4 separate regions of the Mus musculus genome follow, and all the other regions are linked to region 1. The links are chromatin contacts, called in public promoter capture Hi-C maps. All regions are on one chromosome and are shown on one strand. The core of a region is the stretch at or near the end of the contact, and the rest is flanking DNA. Distances in the headings are between cores, read along the strand shown.

Evidence for each region. Promoter capture Hi-C pulls out the DNA fragments that hold promoters and counts their contacts.
Region 2: a promoter capture Hi-C map of hippocampal neurons shows a contact between it and region 1, with 4 times the contacts expected there. The contact joins the enhancer-like site here to the promoter of 1700112J16Rik in region 1. A contact is called at or near these places in 5 of 39 promoter capture datasets (cranial neural crest, frontonasal cranial neural crest, hippocampal neurons and 2 more), 3 of 115 datasets of contacts at active chromatin or transcription factors (differentiating embryonic stem cells, embryonic stem cells and extraembryonic endoderm stem cells) and 1 of 9 other capture datasets (adipose tissue).
Region 3: a promoter capture Hi-C map of liver shows a contact between it and region 1, with 6 times the contacts expected there. The contact joins the enhancer-like site here to the promoter of 1700112J16Rik in region 1. A contact is called at or near these places in 17 of 39 promoter capture datasets (the 3T3-L1 cell line, 3T3-L1-derived adipocytes, the C10 cell line and 9 more), 2 of 15 datasets of contacts at CTCF or cohesin (the NIH/3T3 cell line and pro-B cells), 5 of 484 Hi-C or Micro-C datasets (the HL-1 cell line, bone marrow-derived DN2 thymocytes, bone marrow-derived macrophages and 1 more), 14 of 115 datasets of contacts at active chromatin or transcription factors (the 230-238 cell line, astrocytes, cardiomyocytes and 11 more) and 3 of 9 other capture datasets (adipose tissue, liver and pancreatic islet).
Region 4: a contact with region 1 is called in a promoter capture Hi-C map of liver. The contact joins the enhancer-like site here to the promoter of 1700112J16Rik in region 1. A contact is called at or near these places in 6 of 39 promoter capture datasets (the C10 cell line, the HPC-7 cell line, hematopoietic stem and progenitor cells and 2 more), 3 of 484 Hi-C or Micro-C datasets (bone marrow-derived macrophages, cerebellar granule neurons and nephron progenitors), 5 of 115 datasets of contacts at active chromatin or transcription factors (double positive thymocytes, embryonic forebrain, extraembryonic endoderm stem cells and 2 more) and 3 of 9 other capture datasets (liver, macrophages and pancreatic islet).

The regions. Positions count from the first base shown.
Region 1 is chr7:67,218,462-67,224,780 of GRCm38.p6, forward strand. It overlaps 1700112J16Rik (RIKEN cDNA 1700112J16 gene), which reads right to left and starts at 3,997. Exons shown (of 3, transcript NR_131044.1): 1 at 3,783-3,997; 2 at 1,037-1,719. Lysmd4 (LysM, putative peptidoglycan-binding, domain containing 4) reads left to right here and starts at 4,083. Exons shown (of 3, transcript NM_175215.4): 1 at 4,083-4,168; 2 at 5,148-5,430. The coding sequence starts at 5,158.
Region 2 is chr7:66,795,600-66,801,918 of GRCm38.p6, forward strand. It overlaps Cers3 (ceramide synthase 3), which reads left to right. Exons shown (of 11, transcript NM_001164201.1): 10 at 187-340. Among named protein-coding and RNA genes, the nearest start is that of Adamts17, 41 kb to the right of the region's middle. Within about 2 kb of position 3,457, at least 16 of the 459 cell types and tissues checked have an H3K27ac peak or open chromatin away from gene starts, as enhancers often do.
Region 3 is chr7:67,511,975-67,518,293 of GRCm38.p6, forward strand. Lrrc28 (leucine rich repeat containing 28) reads right to left here. Exons shown (of 10, transcript NM_175124.5): 10 at 1,436-3,204. The coding sequence ends at 3,132. Among named protein-coding and RNA genes, the nearest start is that of Gm34079, 5.7 kb to the right of the region's middle. Within about 2 kb of position 3,122, at least 30 of the 459 cell types and tissues checked have an H3K27ac peak or open chromatin away from gene starts, as enhancers often do. A contact at or near this core is called in adipose tissue, liver and pro-B cells, where this site is marked.
Region 4 is chr7:67,483,793-67,490,111 of GRCm38.p6, forward strand. No RefSeq gene overlaps it. Among named protein-coding and RNA genes, the nearest start is that of Gm34079, 34 kb to the right of the region's middle. Within about 2 kb of position 3,474, at least 38 of the 459 cell types and tissues checked have an H3K27ac peak or open chromatin away from gene starts, as enhancers often do. A contact at or near this core is called in cerebellar granule neurons, heart atrium and liver, where this site is marked.

The DNA.
Region 1 (6,319 bases), core at 2,747-5,246:
ATACTGCCATGAGGGCATTTATACAGGGCAGAGATGTTTCTTACCATCCTGGAGGTGGAGGAGTCTGACAGCAAGGTGCCAGGAGGCTTTGTTGTCTGCTTGGGGAAGGCTTCTCTGCTTCAAAGATGGCGTGTGTTTCTGGGGTTGGAGGTCAAGAAGAGCTGGGTTTTCTCTCAGCCCCAAGTGGAAAGGAAAGCAAGCAATCTGACGGCCACCAAGCTTCCTTTAGTTATCCCCAACATACTTTTTTTTTTTTTAATTATTTGAGAATTTTATACAGTGCACCCTGATCACACTTGCTTTCCATTCTTTCCAGGTTCACCCTCTCACTCTGGCACTCTCCCTCCAAAAGAACCACAAAACAACAACAACAACAACAACAACAACAACACAACAACAACAACAACAACAACAACAACCCAAGTCAAATTTGTGTTGCCCATATACGCATTGGAGCATTGTCAAACTCCCAGTGGCCAGCCCCTGAAAGAAAGCTGAGTTCTCCCACCCGGGCCAGACACCATCAACTGTGAACAGCATCTTATCACAATTTTGGGGGTGGAGTGAGTTTGGTGGGTTTCTCTGTGTAACAGCCCTGGCTGTCCTGGAATTCATGCTATAGACCAGGCTGACCTTGAACTCACAAAGATCTGACTGCCTCTCCCTCTTGAGTGCTGGGATTAAAGGCTTGTGACACCACACCTGCCTCTCTTGATCACAGATTTTAAGGTCTCTCTTCAACAGCTTACTGTCTGGACTGTTTATCTGGTGGGTGGGTGGGGGCTTCTTAAGTGAGGGCTTTAATCCTGTTACTGTGTAATACAAACTCCTGTATCTTAGAAGCCCCTAGCACTAACATGCAGCTCTGTCTCTGAGCTCATATACTCCAAGATCTCATGCAAATGGAATCATAGTATATTTGCCCTTTTCTAATTGGCTTTACTTCTCTCAACACAACGTCCTCAGGAGACATACATGCTATAGTGTGCATCGGGAGTTTCTCTCATTTCAGGGTTAAGTAATATTCCACGTATACCTGTCACATTTGCTGTATCCATGCACCTGTTGATCGGTGCCTTCTGGGCTGGGCCCAACCTTTTAGTGCCCGTGAGAACTGTGTCATGCGCATTTGGCATACAGACCTGCTTTCCATCCTCTCTGTTATGTGCCTAGAAGTGGGCTGAATCATCCAAGTCTATGTTTAATTATTTGAGGACTTCACACCCCTTTTAACTCAAGCTTACTGAGAAGTATTTAAATCCTTAAGTTCATCTTCTTTGAGTACCATGAAACAAGCTTTGACCAGTATTACAGCTTAGACCATGGCTGTTCTTTCCACAAAGTTCTTTGAGACGCTTTGCAAACAAATCCCATTCTGTGTTTCCATCTCTGACAACCGCGGGTCTGATTTCTGTTTCTATTCTCCTGCCAACCCCACGATGTCATTTAAGGAGTTTCTTTCCCTTGGCATTGTGCTTCTGAGATGTGCTTAGGCCACATTCATCATGGGCTACTTTTCATTCTGAGGGACAGTTTCTGAGGGAAAATTATCACCATCAACTTTGCCATTCATGGATTGAGTTGGTTGATTATGAATAGCCCACGAGTGTCTCTTCCTGTTCTGGTCTTCATGTCTTGGGTAAACACCAACAGAGGAATTAGCATGGCCATCTTTTCAGAGCCCCGGGTCTTTGCAGCATTCCCATGGAGCACTGATATCTTGAGGAAATAAAAAAAAATTGGATCTTGCTTAGATTTAATGGATCTGAGCGGAACAAGGGATCAGAAGGCTGTCCGGTGCCCCTTCTTGAGAAACTTGGGAGTAGACAGGGCCCTGGAGGTGTTGAATTAAGCCTTCCGAACCTGGATATAAATCCCAGATGCTGGGGCTCAGGTCAAAGGTTAGCCAGAGAAAGTTGAAGGACTGGAAAAATGGGGTGAGGGGAGACCCTGGCAATGAGGTCAACAAAGTGGGGGTGTCAAACCCCACCTTAAGAACCTTTAAATGACCACCCACAGCATACAGACAAGAATGTGGGTATGGCTCTGGGAAAACCCAGCTATTCTAAAGTAAGGACCTTCAGTCAGCCCTGACTTGCAGCAGGCAGAGAGTGAGTGGCCAAAAGAAACCTTTTGATGGCCCGTGGGAAACCTCTAAAACAGTCCAACCCAGAAGGCACCGCACTCCCCAAGGATGTCTGAAGGGATGTGACTCCAGTTGACATCCACTTAACACAGCTCACCCTGTCCAACAGGTTCCTGTCTCCAGGAACTTCCCCATCCTCAGCCCTGAGGATGACTGTGATATAAATGAATTCAAGGAGGATTAAAGGTCACCTGACAAACTTGTCGCTGTGTAGAATAAGGCTGGGCACTCTAGACGTTCCTGTTAGGGCCCAGGCTCCATCAGTTTCAGCTGCTTTGACAAAGTGCCTCAGACTCATTCCCACAGTTCCATAAAAGGAAAACCAAGTCAAGGTGGAGGCGTGGTGTAGGTCTGGGGGGGCTGGGGCTGCCATCTAGGCACACACCTCACACTGCTGTCTTCACACTTGAGTATTCTCCTCTATAGACTGGGATCTGATATAATCCCTGCTAGTCTGAAGACCAAATGTTGCTGGGATGATCCCTGGTGAGTGTTCAGCACACACAGCTCATGAGGTAAGAGGGGAAAGCTGGCTACAATGAGAAGCATAAACATTCATTTTCCACGAAAGGAATTCATATTCAGGCTTGCCATAGACTGACTTGTGTCCCCTTTCCTTCCTGTTGAAACCCTACCCTCTGAAGTGAGCTTTTAAGGTGGAGCCTTAAAGAGGGGACTGGGTCAGTGCCCTTGTGAAGGGCTTGGCTTAGACTCTTTAAAAGAAATAAAAAATTAAAAGACAAAACTTTCGACATTCCATGGCAGTTCTGCTTAGCCCTGGAGTTCAGAGCCATATTCAGAAAGCTAAATAGTTGGCCCCTGCTACCTTGCATCCTCTATCCCAGGAGAAGGCTGGACTTGGGAGGGGACAACATGTTTGACAAGGGTTGAAGGATATCCGAGTGGATACCTCTGGTGATGGGGTGGGTCTCCACTAACTTGGGATCAGATCAGTGGACCTGTTCATGTGGCTGGGCACCTGGCCCACTCTGATAGGTGGGACATAGCGTTCATACTTCTCAGGCAGCCTCATCCAAGCCTGTAAACTGTCACAAACCACAAATACCTCAGTGGGAAACACATGTGCTGGGTATATTAGCGAGGCTCACCTCCTGGGTTGGGGGGCAAAGTAAACAAATGTTTAAACAGATGTTTAAAGCCAGAAAGAAGAGTCCTGTGGCTAGCAGAGAGGGCCATGACCTGGTGCTTTCCTGGCCTTAGACATTTAGAGTAAGACTTTTAGTTTTATTCTAAATCATAGGAAGAATTTCTGGGCTCTTGTTTCAATGTTGATTCCCAGACAGGCTTAGCACCTTGGTTCAGCGGCCAGCCATCTGCATTCTTTGGTGTAATGCCTGCCCACGACACTTAGTTTCTTCCTTATTCATTGGATGAGTCTTACTCCATTAAGGATTTTAATCTTGGTTACAAAACAATGCCACAGGTTCTCCGCCCTTTTCCAAATAGCAGGGACGCTCTGGCTGGCCAGATGATACATATTCTCCTTTATCCAATTCTGGTCTGTGTTGTCAGGGCAACATTTCACATCCCTGGACTTCTGTTTATCTCTGGGCAGGGGCTGGCAACCATTCGGCCCCTCAAAGGATACTGGGTCGAAGATTCAGGTTGAGGCTACCTGGGTCAGGCCTCTCGAGTGGCGCACCGCCGTACTGGGTACGCTCCTGGCCACGGATCAGGACGCACATGGGTCAAAGGTCTCTCCTGCCGGGAAGAAGACCGAGGCTTAGCAGAAAGCTGTGGCCACCGAGGAGGCCAAGATACCTGGCTCAGAAGGGGAAACCGGGAACAGCTGGGATAAATGACATAGGAGCACAAGTCCAGGGTCCACGCTGGAGCCCCGCCCATCAGGGCCCGCCCTCATTCTGACCTCTCAGCACCTCCCGGCTCTGCCAGGGCCCGCCCTCCTCTGAAGTCATTGGTTGGCTCTTAGTCCCCGCCCCCGGAAGACCTGCTTTTTGCAGCCAATCGGCGGGCGCGGTGGCGGTGAAGCCTGGGAGCGAGGTACCCGAACCTGGAGCAGGGTCTGCTGGGTTGACTTGGGGGGCCAGGGCTTCTGGCCCTGTCACTGTGGGCTCAGTGGAGGGCTGCCAATCCAGGGCCAGTGCCTGTGTCCACAGAGGGCTGGTGCCGGCTTGCGGGAGTGGCAGGATGTGTATTCTTTGGAAAGTTGGGGCCGGGCCTGTTTAGGCCCAGGGGCGGGGACGTCTGAAATTTGTTTTGTCTCCTGCTTAATGACAGCCCACCTGTCATTGGAGGGAAACTGAGGCCTCTTTTGGCCGCCCCGGGTGCCAGGGGCTCAGAATTTGAGACCAGAGGGAGATACCTGAGGTTGGCTGTTCCCTTAAAGGGCCATGCAGAAGGGACCGCCAGGAATGCCTGGAGTCTCATTCCAGCCATTTGGAAGGGAAAGGTTGGTTGTGGCTCTGGCGTTTGACTCCAGGTGGCAATAAGGGGACCGTGGGGGTGAAATGAGTCCAGAATGACTGTGAGAAACGGACAAATTGAAATTTGATAGGTTTTTCCATTGCTCATCAATTAGGTCACGTCAGCCAGGGTCAAAATAAGAGAACTATGGTTGTTCCCAGCTTCTGTCCTTTCCCCTGAAGACACCTTGGGATGCCTAATGAGGTTTTTGTCCAAAGATTCTAAGTGTAAGATTCTCAGTGTCAGAGAGCTGAGAACAGTTGTCACCTCACACAGTGCTGAGACACAGTGGTTTCTTCTGTGGGCTAGGGGAAGCACAGCTGGGGGTGGGGAAGAAGGGTGGGGAATCTTTTTTGCACACAGTAAGCACTTAGGGAAAGTATGATCTTATTCTGTGTCAGTATCAGGTGGACAGGTGTGAGGATGTCCTTCTGTCCTGATGCTGTTTGTTTGATATTGGCAATATTAGGAAGTTACTAACGAGACAGTCCTCTTTAGGAAGCCAGAGGAAAATGAATAGCATTTGTGTGGAATTAACTCCAGGTCTGATTTTCAGTTAAGAGAAAATGAGGCAGAAGGAAGTGTTAGCCAAGAGCTTCCAAGGTCCAGCTGCTGTCTGCAGGACTCCAAACAGCCACGTTTACATGTTCAACAATGGCAGCGGGGACTCTGGGGACTCCTCTGAGGAAGAGTCACATCAGGTGGTGTTACGACCCCGGGGCAAGGAGCACCAGAAGAACAGCAGCCAACGGCCAGGAGCAGGCACCATGGTTCTGCTGCAGCGGGAGCTGGCTCAGGAAGACAGCCTCAACAAGCTGGCTCTCCAGTATGGCTGCAAAGTAAGCTGACCTCAGTCCCTCTGCCCTCCAGGGTTGAGAGAGGCACGGGGGGGGGGGAGGGGGTCCACTATAGGCGGGGGTCACTATAGGACCTTCCTGACCCCCATAGGCGACTAGAGTCCTCCCTAGCCAGGGCTGGAAGCTGGTGGAGGTACCCTTCATTCAGAACTCTGGGCTCAGGAAGGGTCAGTTAGTTGGGCACCTCAGTTCAGGGTGTGCTTGTCCTGTGTCCTCCACAGGGACACTATGAAACAGTGTGGCCTCTGAGCACACTGGATTTAAGGTCTTAGGGCTGGAGATGGTAGGCGGAGTCCACACGTTTCTGTGGCATGCTTCTCTCACTACTTGTATTTTCTGACCTTTGCTTGCCAGTAGCTAATCTGACTAGTAGAGTTTTCTCTCTTCTCCCTAGTAGAACTGCATGGTCTGGCCCCTGTGCTGTGCGTTTGTATAACCTTATCTTTCTCTTTAATTATGTTTTTAGCACTCAGAGTGATTAACAGTGGCAAAGTAAGTTGGAAAGCGTTTCTGGAATCGCTCTTTTCTCCCGCATTGAAACAGTCTGTTTCCCGCTGTTGACTCCATGCTATATACATGCTATATACATGCTGTATACATGCTATATACATGCTATATAGTACATGCTATAATCATGCTATATACTGGCAGAAGCTTTCACCAAGCTTGCATCAGCTACACAATTAAAAAACAAACAAACAACTTTACCTCCTAAAAATTGTCTGTGGTTTATCTAAAAAGATCCAAATGAGCAAAAAGACTGTGTGGGTGTGGGAGTCTTTCCCAAATAGAGGCTCGTCTCCAGGGACACATAGCATCTTAACATTGCACTGGCCTTTGCATTTGGGTGTTATAATCTGCTTCTCTAGGC
Region 2 (6,319 bases), core at 2,207-4,706, 420 kb before region 1:
GGCTATACTTTTTGATTGTCTGTGAAGTATGATATAAATTCTAATATCACATTTTCTTTCCTATAGAGAATTTTCTGGACATCTTTTGCTATTAAGGACTGGTGTACTTTGGGAAGGGAAAAATGTGTTTTCTCATTGTGATTCACCAGTGCTTTGACCAACGAGTTTTCCCAACTTTTCCCACAGGATTCTGTACTGCACTCTGATCCTGCCTTTGCACTATCTCGAGCCCTTCTTCTCCTACATCTTCCTCAACCTCCAACTCATGATCCTTCAGGGCCTCCACGTTTACTGGGGTTACTTTATCCTGAAGATGCTCAACAGATGCATATTCACGCAGGTAAGGCTCCCCAAGTCGGAGATGTTTCTACACTGCAGTCTCAATTATCTGAATAAAAGCGAGGTTCAGACAGCATATCATGGTGTTCACTTACATTTTCTTGCAAGCACATTATTTGCTTTTTTGATTGACAGGGAACAGAAGCTAGGCCCTTATGCTTGTTATATTCTACAGCTAGGCTACCTCACTGGCACATTCAAAGTGAAGGACAATGAGTATAAAGCTGAGTAGTTTTAACCAGTATCATTTATTTTTCTTGGTTTGATTGGTTTTGTTTGAGGTGCTGGGGATCAAACCCAGGGCCTTTCACATACTAGAATGGTGTTCCACCAGTGAACTGTTGTCTGACTTTTATGATAAAGACATTTTCTGTAGTATAGATTTCTCAGGAGAGGCTCTTTGATTTAGGGGATCAAGGAATAGCTCAGTGGTAGAGCAGGTTTCAGGCATCTGAAGTACTGAAGAGGAAGAAAGACTTTATTTTAGAGGGCATGGCAGTTGGTAAATTTTTTTAATCCCAAAACACGGCTACTAGTCTGAGAATCCTTTGCGTTAAAATTTATTTAGTTTTGAGATATGTGAGTATGTGTTTTGTAAATATAAATATATATATTACACACACATAATATATATATGTATATATATATATATATATCTCACATTTGTGTGTGTGTGTGTGTGTGGTGCAGGTATATGTGTGTATGCAGCTGCACAAGCATGGATGGAGTCAGGGGTCAGTGTCAGCTGTCTTCCTCAATCATTCTCCACCTTTGTTTTGAGACAGAGTCTCTCACTGAGCCTAAGCTCTCTGATTTGGCTATTCTGCTTGGCCAGCAAGTTCCGGGCTCTGCCTTTTTGATACTGAGATTACAGATATGTTCCACTACTGTGTGCAGCTTTCCCGTCAGTGCTAGGGATCTCACCTAAAGTTCTCATGCAAGCACTTTACTGCTGATCCATCTCCCCAGCCCCAGATAAGCTTTTAGATGAGTGCATGGCATTTCAGAGCTTTCTGTTTCTTTGCTGAACTTCCAGTTTGTATGTAACACTTTTTCCATGAGCTTGCTTCTGCTTTTGGAATATTGCCCATCATTTGGCTGTAGTTTGTTTCTGGGGGAAAAATTTGCTAAATACAGCTACACATTGTTTAACTACAGATCACGTTCAAAGATGCATTGCTGGATGATGAAGTCATTATGTGAACTCACACAGACCTAGTTGGCACTGACTGCTCCATACTTAGGCTATATTAGCATACTGCTTCTTGGGTCAAGGTGAACATAACATCATGAGGATAATTGGAGCACAAGATAAAATGATGGAGGACTCTAAAGACTGAGATGTATGAAACTGGGCTAGAGCAACACAGCAACACCTTTATAATTTGCTCCTATATAAATATGCAAAGGGTTTCACTGTATGATAATTATGAGAGCTATACAGTAAATATATAAGTAAGTAATATTCATTAATCATCAAGTTCTATATATTATGCATTATTATCTCTGCTGTAATTTTGTGCACCCAGCAGTACAGCAGGTTTACCTACACCATCATCACCCCACATGTTCAAGTAACATACTACACTTCAGTGTCAAGACAGCTGCTACCCCCCTGGACAATGGGCACTTGTCATCGTCAGTCATTGTACTCTTACAGGACTAGCAGTACACATGTGATTTCAAGACCAAAAGATGGTTCTGTAATACACAACTGTAATACCAATTCCTAATACCCTTTAGATACTTGACAGTTTATGTTTGTTCATTTTGTATTTGCTCTGGACTTTTAATTTCAGAAGTAGTAAGGGCAGGACTTGAGAAATGCATAAGACACAAACACTGACTTAGAGAAGTGACTCACTGGCTACAATTACAGTGTATGAAGTATGCTAACCAGTCAGTCTGGGCCGTGCTTTGGAAGCAGAAGTCACTGGCTCTGAGGACGAGCATGGGTTCTTCTGCTGATGGGATTTGACTTGGAAGCAAGTAAAGAAAGTCAGACTAGTTGTGTGTGCCTAAATGAACTTCATTAAGTATCTTCTGGGGTGATAGTTAGAGCTGGTTCACTCTGGGGTGCCACCACCTGTGTGTAACAGCCTTGTTCCACTGTGAGGAGTTGTGTGCAACAAGTAGCTGCTTTGTCAAACCTGATTTATTTATTTTCTACTGTAGTAAGTTTACCTGAAAGACCCCTGAAGAGGGAACAAATGAAACAGGTACTGCTGTCACTGGCCTCTGAGTTCCCAGCCATCTATGAGCATCTAGATTTAGAGATCTGAGTTTAGGGATTAATCTTTATCTTACCTGGATTGATATTTTTTAAACTAAACCCTGAGATATTTTTGTTTTCCTTAAACTTCTGACATGGGTTTTGTTTGGGACTTTTCCCCCTGGAGACAGGGTCTTACTAGGTCATCTTGGCTGGCCTAGAACTTACTATGTAGACCACACTGACTTATACAGATTATCCTGCCTCTACCTCCTGAGCCCTGGGATTAAATTTGTGAACGACTCCTGGCTTCCTGGTTTTTTTTTTTTTTTTAAATTGACTTTCCCTTAAATTTGGGAGTACCAGAAAATTAACTTCCACTAAATGTTCCAGATCAACATTCTAGCTCATGAGAATTCTAAATATTTTCCTATGAAAACGTTACTTCTACACCAAAAAATTGAAGAAACAGAGATGAGGTTCCAAGGTGGACAGTTAAACAAATGATGTTAGTAGTTAGCATAAAGACACAGCCTTCAGATTAACCTGTGGTACCATCTGGTCAGGCCTTCCTGAACCTCCTGTCCTTCTACAGGAACTGTCCTCATATTAACTGGTGAGTGACATAATTCTAGGTCTGGTAGGAAGCCATTGGCCACACTTGGAGGTCAATGGACACCCTTGTTTGGTTTTACTGTGACTTTAACATTTCTGATGTCTAACAGATCATGCCAGGCCCGATTAGAAATGCAGCAGTCTGGCAGACACTGAGCAAGAATCCCTGATTCCTCATGCTGTCCTTGGGAAAAGCTGTTTCCAATTGCAATTTGACAGGATCATGGCCCCGCAGCCCTAATACTTGCCATGCGCATGACTTCAGCTGGCTTGCACATGTGATCTCTTTTTCTGCTGCAGTGGCAAAACTGGCTGTGAATCTAGCAAACTCCTCCAAAGCCGTTAAGCCTCCCTTTAAAGAATGGCATTTGAAGGCAGAGTTGCATTGCAAAGGGAGAGAAGGGAGCTGAAAGTCTTAGAGGACCAAGGAAACCGACTGCCAACTCTGCTTCAAAAGCTTTTAGCATTTCACGCAACTTAAGCTGTTACGAAGCTGACTAATTCTTGGATACTTTAAAAATGGAATTACAGAAGTTTATAAATCTCTAAAAATGTCTTTTAAGTCTTACAGTGGAGATTAAGAATTTGTCTCTTCAATTCCTTTACATGGAGCAGGCTCTCAGAAAATATGAGAATTTGTAGAGCTAGGTAATTTTTGGTAAACAAACCACAGTTTTTTAGGTGTTGTTGTGTGACAAAACTTTTCCTGGGGAGATGCAACATACATGTCTACTCACCCCCAACAGGGAACCCCCAACAGACAAAGTATGGATACCACTAAAGTACAATTTGATGAACCAATGAGTTTTATTGGGGTGACTTACAGGAGCAGAATTGGTTCACAGACAGCTGTGTCATTAAATCCCACCCCAGCTGGGTGGCAGCTCACCAAAGCTAAACTGCACAGCCTATGGGCAGTTCAACAGTTTGATGAGTGTCCTTTTCAGGTGCCTCAGTTGGCCTAAACCTCATCCAGGCTTCCAGGCATACAGGCTGATCTGGTCTCACATTGTTATTTGCAGTTTGGCTTAACTGGGTCTGAAAAGGTCTCTAAGTTTTTGTTGCTTACTTTCGGAGGGAGGGGCCTAATGAATATGGTCCACTTCAGGGACTTCCTGAAGATATTTTGAGTTGTTTACTTTTCTGTTTAAAGAGCTTCCCTTCAGGATGGAATGTTTCAATCCCAGAGCAAAATAATAAACAGCAACTAGAAAGTTATAAAATAACGATTTAATAATGTTTGGACCCCATATATTTGTATAGCAGGCTGAAAAGAAGGCTAAAATTAGCATGTAATAGTCCCTTCTTTTTCAAATCAGAGGCCTTGCATGTATATACAAATTGAGGGATGTCCACTACTTGTTTTTATTCTTTAATAGCTGAAAGTAAGACTACCGCTACAGGACTGGGGCAGAGGATCAGTCTGTAAAGTGCTTGCCTTGCAAGCAGGAGGGCCTGAATTTAATCCTGAGACCCATGAGAAGTCAGGTGTGATGACACATCTTGTGACCTCAGTGCTTGAGAGGCAGGGACAGAAGAGTCCCTTTGGTTTGCTGACCAGCTAGCTCATCCTAATTGATGAGCTTTAGGCCAATGAGGATCATGGACCCAAAGGAGGTGGATGGCATTCCTAAGGATGGTACCCAAGGTTGCTACCTACCTTCACACATAAACACATGCACTCACAAACCTCCATACATGTGCACCCATCCACACATGAATATGCACACATGCATGAATAAAAATAATATAGCTATAGTTTAAAGTTACATGCATAGATCATGCTCAGCAGACATCCTGCTGCTTGGAAATAGACTTGACACTGAAACTTGATTCTTATAAAAATGGGCAGTTTTCCTGATGAGCTACCAGTCCACACACATCACATGAGGAAACATGGCAAGCTGACATATTTATCTTGTCATTCTCCACATAAACACAAGAAGGGCTTTTAGAGGAAATTGGAAGCAACATAGCGCACTTTTATTTAACATGAATTTAAGAGATTTGATCATTCTTAAGCCCCTCATTTCTTCTCTGAATGTCACCGTGGGTCCTGGCCAACTCAAGTATGTCTCTGTGACATCTTGTACTGGTGAATAGCAAAGGCATTCGGGAGGAGCCAGAGAACACAGCCACCATAACCTGGTTGGAGCCTGACCTATGGTAACCTTGGCAGTCTGGCCCAGCCTCCTGAAACTGGCAATCAGTGTCTGTTGCATTCACAGAGTGGCACTTGGCCGGCCCTGCACTGAGTCGATGAAGAATGGAACAGGTTAGGAACCATGAGGAAACTGATTGTTCCAGCCTAGCCAGAATTTACACAGAGATTTCATGACAAAGCCCGTGCTGGAACTGAGGTTCCCCAGTGGGGAAAACTTCACCCTTTGTTTTAGGCATTATTTGAATTAAGTGTAGAAAGTGAATAACTAGAAAAGTGAAAATACTTGCCTGGAGTCAAAAATAGCAAGTAACATGAACATACCAAGTACTCAAAATATGAGATTAAAAGGCAGCACAGGGCCGAGGGTGTGACTCATCTGACAAAGTTCTTGCTGTGCAAGAGTGAGGATCAGCGTTCAAAACCCGAATCCGTAGCAGAATGTCACCACACCCGTAATTCTGGCACTAAGAAAATGGGACAAGGGAAGATCCCTGGGAGTCGCTGGCCACTGAACTGGACCCTGGCTCAGAAAACAGGCAGATGATTCCTGTGAAACAGCATCCAAGATTGTTTTCTGGAAAGCACATGTATTCACATGCACACAGTCAAGTACACTCACAGAGACACACAGACACAGCCCTATCCCCCCACACCCCTATCCACACATTCAACCCCTCTAAACACAAAACAATCAAAATAGAATCAGCACACGTCTTTTCATTTACTTGTGAACTTATTAAAAGCCTCAGAAATGCTTTCCTCATTACGTTTATCCTGGGCCTCTTCTGTTTAAACCAATCAAGTAGCCAAGAGCACAGGCTCTTCAATTTCCCAGGTGAGTGGTCATGGGCTTGTTACCCATATTTGCTGCCTCAGTTTCCTCATTTGTACCCTGGAGCTGGTGACACTGTGTGGGACACACCAAGGCACAGGGTGCCCTGGCTTCCATTGACACTGGCATAGCTCCTTCAGTGACATCCTTCCTACCA
Region 3 (6,319 bases), core at 1,872-4,371, 290 kb after region 1:
TCCTCTCTGCTTTAAGAAAAGGCAGGATGTTCAGAGTTCCTGGGGAAACACAGCAGAGCTTCACGGGGGCAAACTAGAAGGCAATCACAAAACTCAAATTATGTGCTGGCCCAGGGTTCTATTACAGTTCACAAATATAAAGAGTGCATTATGTCTCAGTATCTAGTCACCGGAGCTTTCATGGTGTCTGTCCATTCCCAATCTGGGTTCATAATTTAAAAATAAATTTTAATTTCCACCGAAGCATTTATCACACCTGAGCTTTCTATAGTCAAAATAAGGTCTGAGTTTTCAACCTGAGAAATTGAACTTTACTAATAACTTTAAAGCTGGTTTGAAAGTCCCCGGAGACTGTGAAATACATGTATATATTTAAACAAAATTGCACGTGGAGCCTGTAAAGTGGTGAAGGATTCTTCTTAGACTGTATTTTAACTCATCATCCTCGATGTGAGACAAACGTGAGATGCTTGTCAGTCAGTCGGTGAGTTGTCTGTGAAAGGCTGTCGTGAGTGTTCATGACCAAAAGTGGTTCAAGAAGAGGACCAGAGAGCAAGCCCAGTTCACCACTCTGCTCTGCCAGTCAGAGTTGAAACTCCTCAACAACTAAAAGTTACTATATAAATGCATAAAACTGTCAACATTTAAATTACACATATGCAATATGTATATCTATTACACATATATACTAGTTGAAAATACAGAATTTTTCACTTGCACAATGTTAATGTAATCAGGACTTTTTTTTGCTATGGTAACAATTATACTGAAAAGCATCAGTGGAGAATCAACTAAAAAGGCCTCTTTGGTTCGATTATACATCATAGAAAGACCTGTCCTCAAAGGCTAGCTTAGCTTTTAACTTAGCATTAATCAACCACACATGGGATGAAGATGAAAACTTACCTAAACAGATTACATTTTCCAAGCAGCCTTATTATATTATTATTATTGTATGAAATATCTGTCTATCTGATCAGAAGAAACAACATATAGGGCTGGAGGTATAGCTCAGCAATAGGGTACTTACTCAGCATGCAGTATCTCCAGGAAAGGGAGGGAGAAGAAGGAAGGGGGAAGAGGGAGAGAAGGACAGAGGGAGGGAGGGAACGAGGGAGAGGGAGGAAAGAAGATACAAAATAAGTCTTGCTTTTTTCCCAAAGCTTTAGACACAACTGGAGTACACAGCATACAGGCAGGATCCCCTCGGTTGATAGCAGCTTTTTATAATAGCAAAAGATTAATGATGATGTCAGGGAGTCCAGCACAAGGTCTCCATGAGGAACAGCACCAGAGAAACCACCTTGTAAGTTCTACTTCTCATCAATTAAGTCCAGATACTGTACCCTAAGGTTGAGAGTGACAGCCTAGAGGTTGTGTGTCCAGGCCCTGCTGTGGTTCAGTACACTGCAGTAACAGGAGGAGAGAAGACACCTGGAGTGTAAACACCTTTATTAAGAATTTAAACAAGTTAGAACAAAAGTATCCCACACCTTCTCTCAATGAGAATTCCTGAGTATCAGGGTGACATTTCATAGCTCCACTTAAGACATAAGATGGTCGAGGGCAAAACACAGATGCAGCCCTGTGTTTCCCTGTCGTTCAATTAAGTCAAGCACGGATGTGAAGTGTCAGGCCACATTTTCCTGCCTTCAGCTTATATACATGTCGGGGTTGTGCTGAAACTTCCATTCTTCCGAAAGGATGAAAGAAGAGATACACTTGATCCAGACGCTCAGCTCCTATTATACTGTAGGCCTTTGAAATATTAAGGCTGAACAGAGCAAGTTGTGAAAGGGACGGGAGGAAGTAGGGACAGTGGCCACACATGGCATGCATGGCCGCTTTCTGCCTCTGCCATTACTTGGAAGAGTCTGCTTTTCAGGCAGCAGGTGGTGTGACTGCAAAGAGATCACACACTTGTCAGTAACTATGTAGGATTTTTGGCACTGTTAGAGCCTAGAATTACAGTCAGGCTGGCTAACAAAATGTCACCAACCAAAGTTTTGGGAAATAGCTTTCCCACCAAGCAAGCCTTCTTGATTCCCCTTTCAGTCTTGTCTTACATAAATCATACCAGTAAACAGAGAACTTTTACCCCCCCCCCAAAGCAGCCCAACGAACACCTGAAAGTAAAACAGATTATGGTGGCATCCTTTCAGAGGAAGAGCCAATCAGCTGTCCCCCCAGAGAGCTCATCTCTCTGGCAAGGGAAAGCTCATGGGATTTTTGCAAAGGTGGGATGTGGACCCGTTCATTCCTTCTGTTTCCCTAGGGAGAAGTCAGAGGAAAATGAAGGCAATTTCATGTACCGGGTAAATACCACTAAGCCCCATCCACAGCAGAGCATCAGATGCCTCAAACTTCCCAATTATAGGAAAATCTTAGCAAAAAAAAAAAAAAAAAAATTCAAAACTTCTTTTTCTATAGTAGTTTAGAACAAAAGTATATTTAATTTGTGTCTACATTTTTGTTTTTAAATCCCTCTCAAAAAATGTCTTCCTAGGTTGCAAAACTTAGAAATAAGACAGGAAGTTTCCAGAGGGCGTGTGCTCTGGAGCCAGCTGTGCCTCTGCAGGAGCCTAGCTGCTCCAGCCCGGGCACCCTGCCCTGCTATGCTGGCTGCTGAGGCCATAGGCGTTGCAGAGACTCTAGAAAGTGACAAGTTTCCAATGGAGAAGCTCCTAAGAATAATCTCCAGGGGAAATCATCCTCTGGGGGAAGGCAGGATCATCACCAAACGTATGTCATCCAACAGTTAATTTGGTTCTATTATCAAATTAAGAGTTCTTCAGGGAACTGCAGCTCGCTTTAAATTAGATGTGGGGAAGCTCATTTGACTAAGTTTATATATGAGACACACTCACATACAAAGAAAAACACAGAAGACAACACGTCCTTCATTTGGGGGAGGATGTATTCCGACTTGAGGGAAAAGCGAAGGCCTTTTAGTTGTGAAGCCCAATCAGGACATTCCCAGAGTTCAGCACGGCCCTCCTCAGGACAGGGCAGGCAGGATGGAAGGGTCTGTCCTGCCTGGCTGGACTCTCCTGGCCTGGCCGCACACACTGGCGATGGAAGGCAGTCGCAGTGGCTGAGCTGGCAGTGCTCCTAAGGCTCTCGAGTGTTTATCAACACAGCAGGTTAAAAGTCCGCAGACACTGGGTGGAGCAGCAGTAAGCCACGAAGCCAATACTTGTCCTCCTGGGGGTGGGGAGAGACAGAGGGAGAGAGGAACACTGTTAGCTCAGGAGTGCAGCGTCTGGTTCTTCCCCACTGGAGACACTTCATTCTTTGTTAGAACAAGTGACTAGGCATGAATAGCAGATTGCATTGTAGAAATGTAAGGTGCCGTTTTCAATCTAAGCCCAGGCTGCAGGTAAGGCGTGTGTGTGCATGTGTGCCCCTTCTGTTAGAGGGTTTGGATGACAACCATACCTGTTAACAGCTAAGCTTTTTCATCTTCTAAAGGGCAATCAAAGAACATGAAATACATTATAAAAGTCTCAGCTAAGTATATTTTTTCACATCTATATTTCCATTACCTGGAGGCTGAGGCAGGAGGATTGCTATGGGTTCCAGGGCAGCCTGAGGTACAGAGTCAGACCCTGTCTCAAAACGAAAACAACAACAACAACAACATAAAAAGAAAAAGCACCACCAATTTAGCTATAAAACACACAGGCTGCAGAGCGTGAGTCCTCCCTACCATCTGAAGGAATCCATCCTCACGCATTCGCACAGAGCGCTCACAGAATAATTTCAGAAGGCTTATGTGACTCCAAGGTCTTACATAATGGAGATGCTCTTCTCCTGCTTGGGCACCTTTGCCTGGTGAGTCACGAGTTCCCTGGGGATCCTCATGTGCTTTGGACAGCACAGGCTCGTAGAGGCTCCTCTTCCCACCCAGAGAGCCGACGTCTGGTGTGGGGAGAGTGCTTTGCTGTTTTCCCAGGACGGCCTGTGCTGACTGCTCAGCACTGAATCCTAACTCTGCCTTTCTCCCTTGAAGCTGCACTGCTCATCATGTGCACTCAAAATGTCAGATGGAGTGACAGAGAGTGGCAAGGCTCTGGGAGAGCGAGCAGTTGGAACACTCAAAAGCCACAGCATCATGGAAGTCTGTGGGGTGAGAGAGCCAGTTCTGACTGAACAGAATTAAAGACCAACCAAACTAACTAACCAAAACTCAGATATGCTTAATGTCTTCCAGCCCCAGTTCAAGACACAGTGAGAGAATTTCTATGGTGACCCTTAAAAAATAATTTTCTCATGAGCTAAAAGATATGGCTGAAGCCCACATTCAGAGGATAGCAAATCAGATACCAGACTAAAGGTATCTTGTTTTTCATATGTAAGTGTGTGTAGTGTGGGTGCCTGTTTGAATGTGCATGTGTATGCATAAATGTGGGGACCAGATGCAGATACAGTGCATCTTCCTTGATCTTCCCGCCTTGTATACTGAGGCAGGGGTTCCTCGGTTGAACCTAGAGCTCTCAGTTCAACTAGACTGGCTGCTTGGCTCACTTTTCCTGGGGACTGGAATTACAGACAAGGTGGTCTGCCAACACCACTTTATGTAGGTGCTGTGGATCCCAACTGAAGCTGGCCCACCTGTGCATCAATTACTGCTTAGCGCTGGGAAAGGGCTATGTGAAGGTCTTTAGGTAAGGCAAAGATCTGGGTTGATGAGGACAGGAACTTAAGGCTTTGAACAGAACTAATCTAAGAATCTTGAGCCTTTAGAAATTTCATCATATTGGAAACCAATCTATCTCCTAAGAACATTAATGTTCTCTTACATAAAAAAGGTTTCAATGGCCTCCCGTAGGGTGGCTGCTGGAGAAGGAAGTGCCTAGCCTCTCTATTGAGGCAGGACCCATCGTCACCAATACTCAAGGCCTGTAGTACCACAGAGAGACATAAGGGACAGTATGAACATTTTTCAATACATAAACTTGTCAGCCTAGAAGATCATTATCTTGAAGAACACAAATGGCCAGAATTCACCTCTGCTAACCCATGGAACCTGTGACCACTGAAGAGGTTGGATTTGTCATTTAAAAGATATTCCATTACCAGATGGGTTTCTTAGACCCTAACAGTTAAATCCTAACAAGTAAAGACCAATAAGGCTTTAATACAATTTCCTTTACAGAAAGGAAGAGTTTCCAACTCATGAGGACAATATTTGCTTGACTCCCAAATCAAACAGAAACCAAACAAACAAAACCTGAGCCCCAGAACATTATAGACTAACATCTCTCATGAGAATAGACTAAAAGTTACTCAACAAGTAACATCAAAAGGGATTAAAACAACAAACAAACAGACTATACACAGAGATCAAGGGAGAGCCACTCTGGGCATGTAAGGGGCTGAATAGTTGAATCTATCAATGCGTCAACAAGCTAACTAAGGAGAATCATGTGATCTTAATAACACTTATACAAAGCATTTAAGCTGGGAGTAGTGCTTCATGCTGGGAAGACGAGAGCTGAGAGGATACAACAGGACAACGGTCATGAATTAATGGCTAGCTTGGATTACATAGTGAGTTCTAGTCCAACCATGATTACAGAATAAGACCTGTACCTCTAAAGAAAGAAAGGACTGGAGAGATGGCTCAGAGGTTAAGAACACTGTCGCTCTTGCAGAGGACCTGGTTTCAGTTCTCAGCACCTACATGGTGGTTCACAACTATCTGTAATCCCAGTCTAGAGGACCCAACAGGCATGTATGTGTGCATATACATATATGCAGGCAGTAATATACAAAATAAAATAAAGAGAGAAAGAGGACGGCAGGGGAGAGAGGAAGGAAGGGAGAGAGGCAGAAGGAGGGAGGGGAAAGAAGGGAGGAAGGGGAGGGAGATGGGAAGACAAAGCATTTGACAACATACACTTCTCACCCTAAATGGTATTAGCAACGAAAGAGCAAACGGTGTTCCCTTAAGATGACAGATGAGAAAAGCAAGGAGTTCCTCTCAGAACCACAGCTGAGTGCTAGAAAGTCTAACCTCTGCCATAGAGCAAGAAAAAGGCAAACAGAAGTAAAGGTCTTATGTTCTGGCTATGCAGAAAAATCCTTGTAATGTACAAAAAAAAAAAAAAAAAACCCAACAAACAAAAAACAAACAAAAAAACCTAGTAAGCAACAGCAATAAGACAGTTGCAAAAACAAATTGTATTTCTTTATACTAACAATGAACACATGGAAATTGAAGTAAAACTACCATTTATGACTACAAAAAGAAAACCAAATCTCTGGGCATAAACAAAGCATTTTAGCATCTGAATGCTAATAATCATCAGTTGCT
Region 4 (6,319 bases), core at 2,224-4,723, 260 kb after region 1:
GCAGACCGGAAGGACAGCCCCAGGTGATGGTTGCTCTAACTCTCTGGCTCTCAGCCACCTGCAAGCAGGAAGTTCTGCCTCACACATCCAGGTCACCACATGCTTACGGGCTTGCTGACAGGCCTCCAGGCAGGGCTGCCATGGTGAACTCTGTGTTTCAGCTTTGATCTTCTGAGGGAGGACTCTCATTCAGCTCCAGACACACACTCATAGTCTTAAGAAACTGTGTTTGTCATTGCACAGTAGGGGGCTACAGACAGACAGTCATAATGTGCTACAGATTCCAAAGGCCTATGAGAGGGCTGCGGCTGTCATTTGGTAGTAGAATGCTTGCCTAGCATACACAAGGTCTCAAGTTCAATCCCCACCAACACACACACACGCACACTACATGCAACATATACGTAACACACATATGTAACATGTACACACGCAACCCACACACAAACACAACATACACACAAAAACAACACATATACACACACATAGCTGGAAGAAAGGCTTTTCAACATCTTTCCCATAGACCAATGATGACTCTTTGAAGAGATAGGATTTGAACGTTGCATAATGCACACGTGTATTTTAACCCCATATGTAGTAATTAGTATCCCATTAATATATACAATTTTACCTTTTATGCATCAGACAGAAAGTTAATTTAAATAAAAATCTCTATATATATTTGTATGGATGTAGATATATACACAAAGCTATGTGTTGTACACATATGTACATTGTATACATATTTTGCATAGATGTATGAATATAAACACACATGAGAAGGCATGCAGCAAAGGTCTCCAGTGTCACACTGAATTCAGTGTCCCTGTCAGTGTGGTTACAGTGATTTTAGAGCACCCAAAGGCTGTGAATCTTTGCCATATTATCCCATGTCTGTCAGTCGGGGACAAAGGGTTCCTGCTGTGGCCTAGCCTCCCTATTTGACAGCTGATCAGAAAGCCCCAGGGCTCCAGAAGGAGAGCAGTATCTGGTGTCACAGGTGGCCCAGGGTGCACTCCTATCCAATTCCAGGCGCTTTGGACCTGGAAATGACGCTGAAGCCCCAGTTCTGCTAAGATGCCTCTGTCTAAGCTGGACCATTCCTGTTTCACACAAGCACTACTTCCCATGACTGAGTGCTCTGGCCATGCTAGGCAGTCTACTTCCCTGTCACTTACAACCCTGAGGGACCAGGGACCAAAAAAGAAATGCTCAAGCAGGGAGTGGTGAATCAGCCAACAGGATCCGCCTCCTCCTATCCCCAACCCAAGCAGCCTCTTAGTTCCTCCTCTGGTGGAGCTTTCCTGCTTTCACACCCACCTACCCACCCACCTACCCAACCACCCACCTATCTACCCAACCACCCACCCATCTACCCAACCACCCACCCACCCATCTACCCACCCATCCAGCCACCCACCCATCTACCCAGCCACCCATCTACCCATCTACCCAACCACCCACCCACCCACCTACCCACCCATCTACCCACTCACCCATCTACCCCACCTATCTATCTACCCACCACCCATCTATCCACCCATCCACCCACCCAGCCAACCAGCCACGCACGAGTCCACCCAGGCAATCAAAACCCATTCTCCTCCTCTTGTGAGATGCTGTCAGCAGCAAAGATGGTGATCAAGGCAACATGCCATCTCTGAAGGAGGACAAGCACAGTAGACTTTGGGAAAGGAGCCTGCAGAGATGGACCTGACTGGGGGTAAGGATGGATGCTGGAGTCACTTGGACTCTGTGGGAGAAACCATTGCATCCTGGAAGCTCAGTGTGTTTATTATAATGAGGGAACAGATAGGCAGAGTTATTGCATCCAACTGAATGAACAAGGAGGCAGGGTTTATTGTGTACAGCTGGGCCAAAAAGAAAGCTTTAATCCATCCAGTAGAAGCTGGTTCTGTAAGGGGAGCAGCCTTTAGGCTGTAAATATCAGGGCAGGGAGAATGCTTGGGTGGACATTTTCTGCACTTATCAGCATCCACACATGGACCAGAGGATAGCTTAGAGATCCTTCTGAGCCTCGCTCTGGGGGAGGGGTGGGGGAGGGGTGGGGGAGGGGTGGGGGAGGGGAGGCTTTGCCATTTTCTCATAGGCCTGAGGTTAGTGTCCTTGCCATGACAGTGCCCATGTCAATAGCCCATACCCACTCAGGCACTCACACGCATGGCTTCCTCCACCCTCCACAGGAGCCTGAGTATGAAGAGGAGGGGATGAGAGGAAGGACTCAAACCAGAGAAGCCAAGGACGCAGAGGGGAGAGGTGGCTGTAGGTAACTGTATTCACAACTCGAAACTGATCATCAGCCGAGCTCTACCAGAGAGAAGTCTGGGAACAGAGACCCCAAACAGCCCGTGAGGGCAGGGGTGGGAGTCCCCAGTGGCTGCATGCAGGAGGGGGATCTGTGGAGTTCTGCATGGCTGCTGATCCAGGGCACCAGTGCCATGGAGCCCACCCTGGAAAGGAAAAAGTCCGTGGAGACCTGGGAGGAATGCATTGTCATCAGCAGACCGATGTGCCACGCTCGTTACTGAATCATTGGGGTGACTCCAAGTTTTAAAATACAATTTCTAGGTGCATGCCATCTTCTACGTGGGGAGCAGCAGGTGCTACAACTGGAGAGTCTCCTACACCATCTCCTCTGACTACCCCATTTTGGATGTACTCAGGGATCTTCTTTCCAGGGCAAACCAGTCAGAGTACCCTCCCCCCCACTTAGACTACACTCGTAAGCCTCCATGTTGTTCTCTACCCTCAGCCCAGCCAGTCTGCTGCAGGATGGGACTCTATGCAACCTGTGCACTGTTCTCACCTCATCCGGCCACCTGAGATGTCCCCCTTGGAACAGCCCCAGGGATGCCTCTTGGTGCCTCTGCTATGTTCCTGGGCCTTCTGGCTTCACCTTCTGCTGAGGGCTCTCGCTTGAGAGAGCCCCTGGACTGCTTCAGCTGTGCTCACACCTTGGTTCACCGGTGTCTGCATTGATGGCTCGGGAGAGTTCTTGCCTCACCCGTTTCCAAATCACAGCAAAAAGGTTGAAAAGGAGGAGGCATGGAGGAGGAAGAGAAGGGGGAAGAAGAAGAGGAGGAAGGGGAGGAGGAGGGATGGAGGAGGAAGAGGGAGGAGAAAGAGGGGGGAGGAGGGATAGAGGAGGAAGGGGAGGGGGAGGAGGAGGAGGAAGCAGAGGCAGAGGAGGTAGCAGCTGTGCTGTGGGATAATGAAAAAGATGATTTCAAAACAGCTGGGTGATAATCACACCTCTGCTGCCATCCCAAGAGCCCCCATAGCCCATTTCCTCATGTGGAAATGGGGCTGGCTCCTGCACATCTGGAAGTGATTGAGAATCCAGTGACTACATCTCTGACTGCAGGTGCTTTTCCCGTGCTGGTGCTGGGACCAAAGGTTGCGCTCAGGCATCCGCTCTATTTCTGTGCTCTGTATCTCTGAGTATACAGTTACTGCTTAATCAATGCTGATGACCACGAGGCAAGGCTGTGGCCTGGCAAGGGCAGGCCAGCAGATTCTGCTGAGCCACACAAAGGCTGCACCAATGCAAAGGTGGAAGACCACAGAGAAGAGCAGAGGAGCAGCGTCCCCTGAGGACACTCACAGGGGAGTGGAGACTAGGAAGGGACCAGCAGAACCTACAAACAGCGCCATAGCCTTCTGCCAGCCACAGATGTAGCTGGACGGCGTGCTTGACCTGAAATGCCCAGCAGACAGCCTGGATCAGAAATTGGGCTGTAACCCAAGCCAATGCACGTACGGAGCCAGAGCTGTCGGCCAGCTCCCTGAGCCTGGTGGGGTTCTGTGGTGGGGCCTGCACATGTACAGGAGACAGGGCACGGTTGAGGAGCAGGCAGACGCCCGCATGCCCCAGCCTATCCTGGTATGTGAAGATGAAGACCTGGAAAGTGGTTCTGAGCATCTGCCCCCCACCCCCACCCCCGCACCCCGCTTCCACAACCCAGTCAGGATGATCTGAGAGGGCAGCCTTAAGGCTTACAGCATTCACCCCAGACCTGGCAACTTCCTTCCCAGCCCCAGGGTGGGATCAGTTGCATGGTCCCTGCCCAAGAAGAGTGACCACCATCTCTTCTAAATTGGCTAAGGCAGACTCAGGCTGGAGCCCAGATCCTCATGCCAAGTTGGCATTTGGCCCGAGCTACAAAACCCAAGCTCACTGCTGGCAGGAGGGCAGGGCTGAAGCATTCTGGGCACAGATGGGCCAGGAGAGCTTCTGCCCTTCACACCACCCCTGCCATCCACCCAAGGCCCCGTGGAGAGTATCCGATACTCGGGAGGGTCTCTGCTTTCTATCAGATGCTTGAGGCTCGAGCAAAGTGATCCTGAAACAATGTCAGATCTGAGGACAGCCCCTCCCGCTCTCCCAGTGAATCTTGCCAAGCCTGATCACAACACAGCAGACATCGAGAGGGAAAGGTCAGGCGGCCGGACCTCCTGAAGCTGGGAGCAGGTGGCCTCTGGAGCCAGAGGGCCAAGTGGCTCAGCTCACAGGAACAGGTAGGTAGCAGTGACTCTGAGGATCGTAGGTCCTGGCTGCTGGCCCTGAGCAGACAAGTGTGGTCCCCCACTGTTGTGGCTGGGACACTTCAGGTCAGTGCCTTGGCCTATATCCTCGCAGGCCTGATTTGTGTGTCAGTGCAAACGGAGACAGCTATTTTCCATTAGACGCCGTGATTGGGTTTCTCTTATCCAGCTTTGTCCACTCTTCTGTCACATCAAGGACCCACATTTCCTACAGTGGTCACCCCATGCTCTGGTTTGAATCTCAAAGGCCCACGTGTTAAAGGTTTGGTCCCCAGTGTGGCACTTTGGGGAGGCTATGATACTTTCAGGAAGAGGGGAGCCCACCGAAGGCTCTTGGCCCTTACATGGGACCACCACTTAGGAAACCAACATTTACAAACCCCCTACTGTGTGCCAGTAAGCGCCATGTTATCACTTCCTCCACACATTGTCCCTCTAGGTAAGCTCTGCTAACATTAGCCCCATTTCACAGATAAGGAAATCTGAGTCTCTCATGACTGAGCAGAGGTGGCTAGGAATCCCTTGTCTGCCTAGCTCTCCCTACATGCTCTCTCCTGTGCAGACACAGTCCTGACCTCCTAGGAAGTAGTGGTCCCAGAGCCCACCACCTATGAGAATGGATGTCTGTTTCCAGTGGGAATATCAGAGGCCTGGGACCAGGCCAAAGTGGGGGCTCAGCAGCTTGAGCCCACTGTGCCCAGTGAGAATACCTCATGTACAGACTCTTTAGGGACCCCCCTCACTTTCATGACCCTGGAGGAACCAAGCCAAGACTCTTCCAGTTCGTTTTCTGTCACCGTAACAGCACATCTGAGATTTAACTTAGAAATGGCTCATTTGGACCAGTTATAAAGGTCTCAATCCACAGCAGTGGGGCCCACTGTTTTGGGCCTTGAGTGAGATCACATGCTATAGAGAAAATGGATCTGGAGCAGACTGTTTTCTTTATACCAGGAAGCTGAGCAGGAGGGGGTGGGAGGGGCTGCGGTTCCACAACCCCATCCAAGACACGCCCCCATGCATCTAAGAACCTCTGGTGGGCTCCCATCTTCCTGAAGGTATCACAGACTCCCCAAAGTGCTACACTGAGGACCAAACCTTTTTAACATGTGGGCCTTTGAGATTCAAACCAGAGCATGGGGTGACCACTGTAGGAAATGAAGGTCTTTGAGGTGAAGCAAGCTGGTCGAGAGAAACTAAATCACGTCTAATAGAAAATGTTCTCAAGTGGAGGTTTTCTTAAGTGTGTTATCCATGTATCTCTGATGACCTATGGCAGAGGCTTGCCTGTACCAAATGCTGCAGGTGACAGTGGAGGCTCTTAGGGACAGGGCAACCTTGGTGGAAAAGCTTAGACATGGCCAAACCTTTAACAGCACCTGTGTATATGGTGAACCCATGGCTGAATTTCCTTGTGTAATGATAGTTAGGATGCATCAGGGAAGTAAACACGGTCCTAATCTGAGGGGAATTTAAAGGTGGGAGGAGTTGAGTGTCCCCCGGCAGGCTGCCTGAGGTCCTAGGGGCTTCTCCATCTTCTGCAGCCTATTGACCTGGAGGGTGTGGGAGGTAACCAGATAGTGGCTGGGCTGGATCTGGACTGGGTCTGGTCACATTCTATTCTTTCCATTCTCAGTCAAAACCTCCCCAGCTCCCCCATTTAAATAGCACTTCCTATGTCGACAAATTATAAAACTGCTATAGCTCACCCCCGGAGTCTTCAGGCTGGATTTCTTTTTGCAAGGCAGACAGG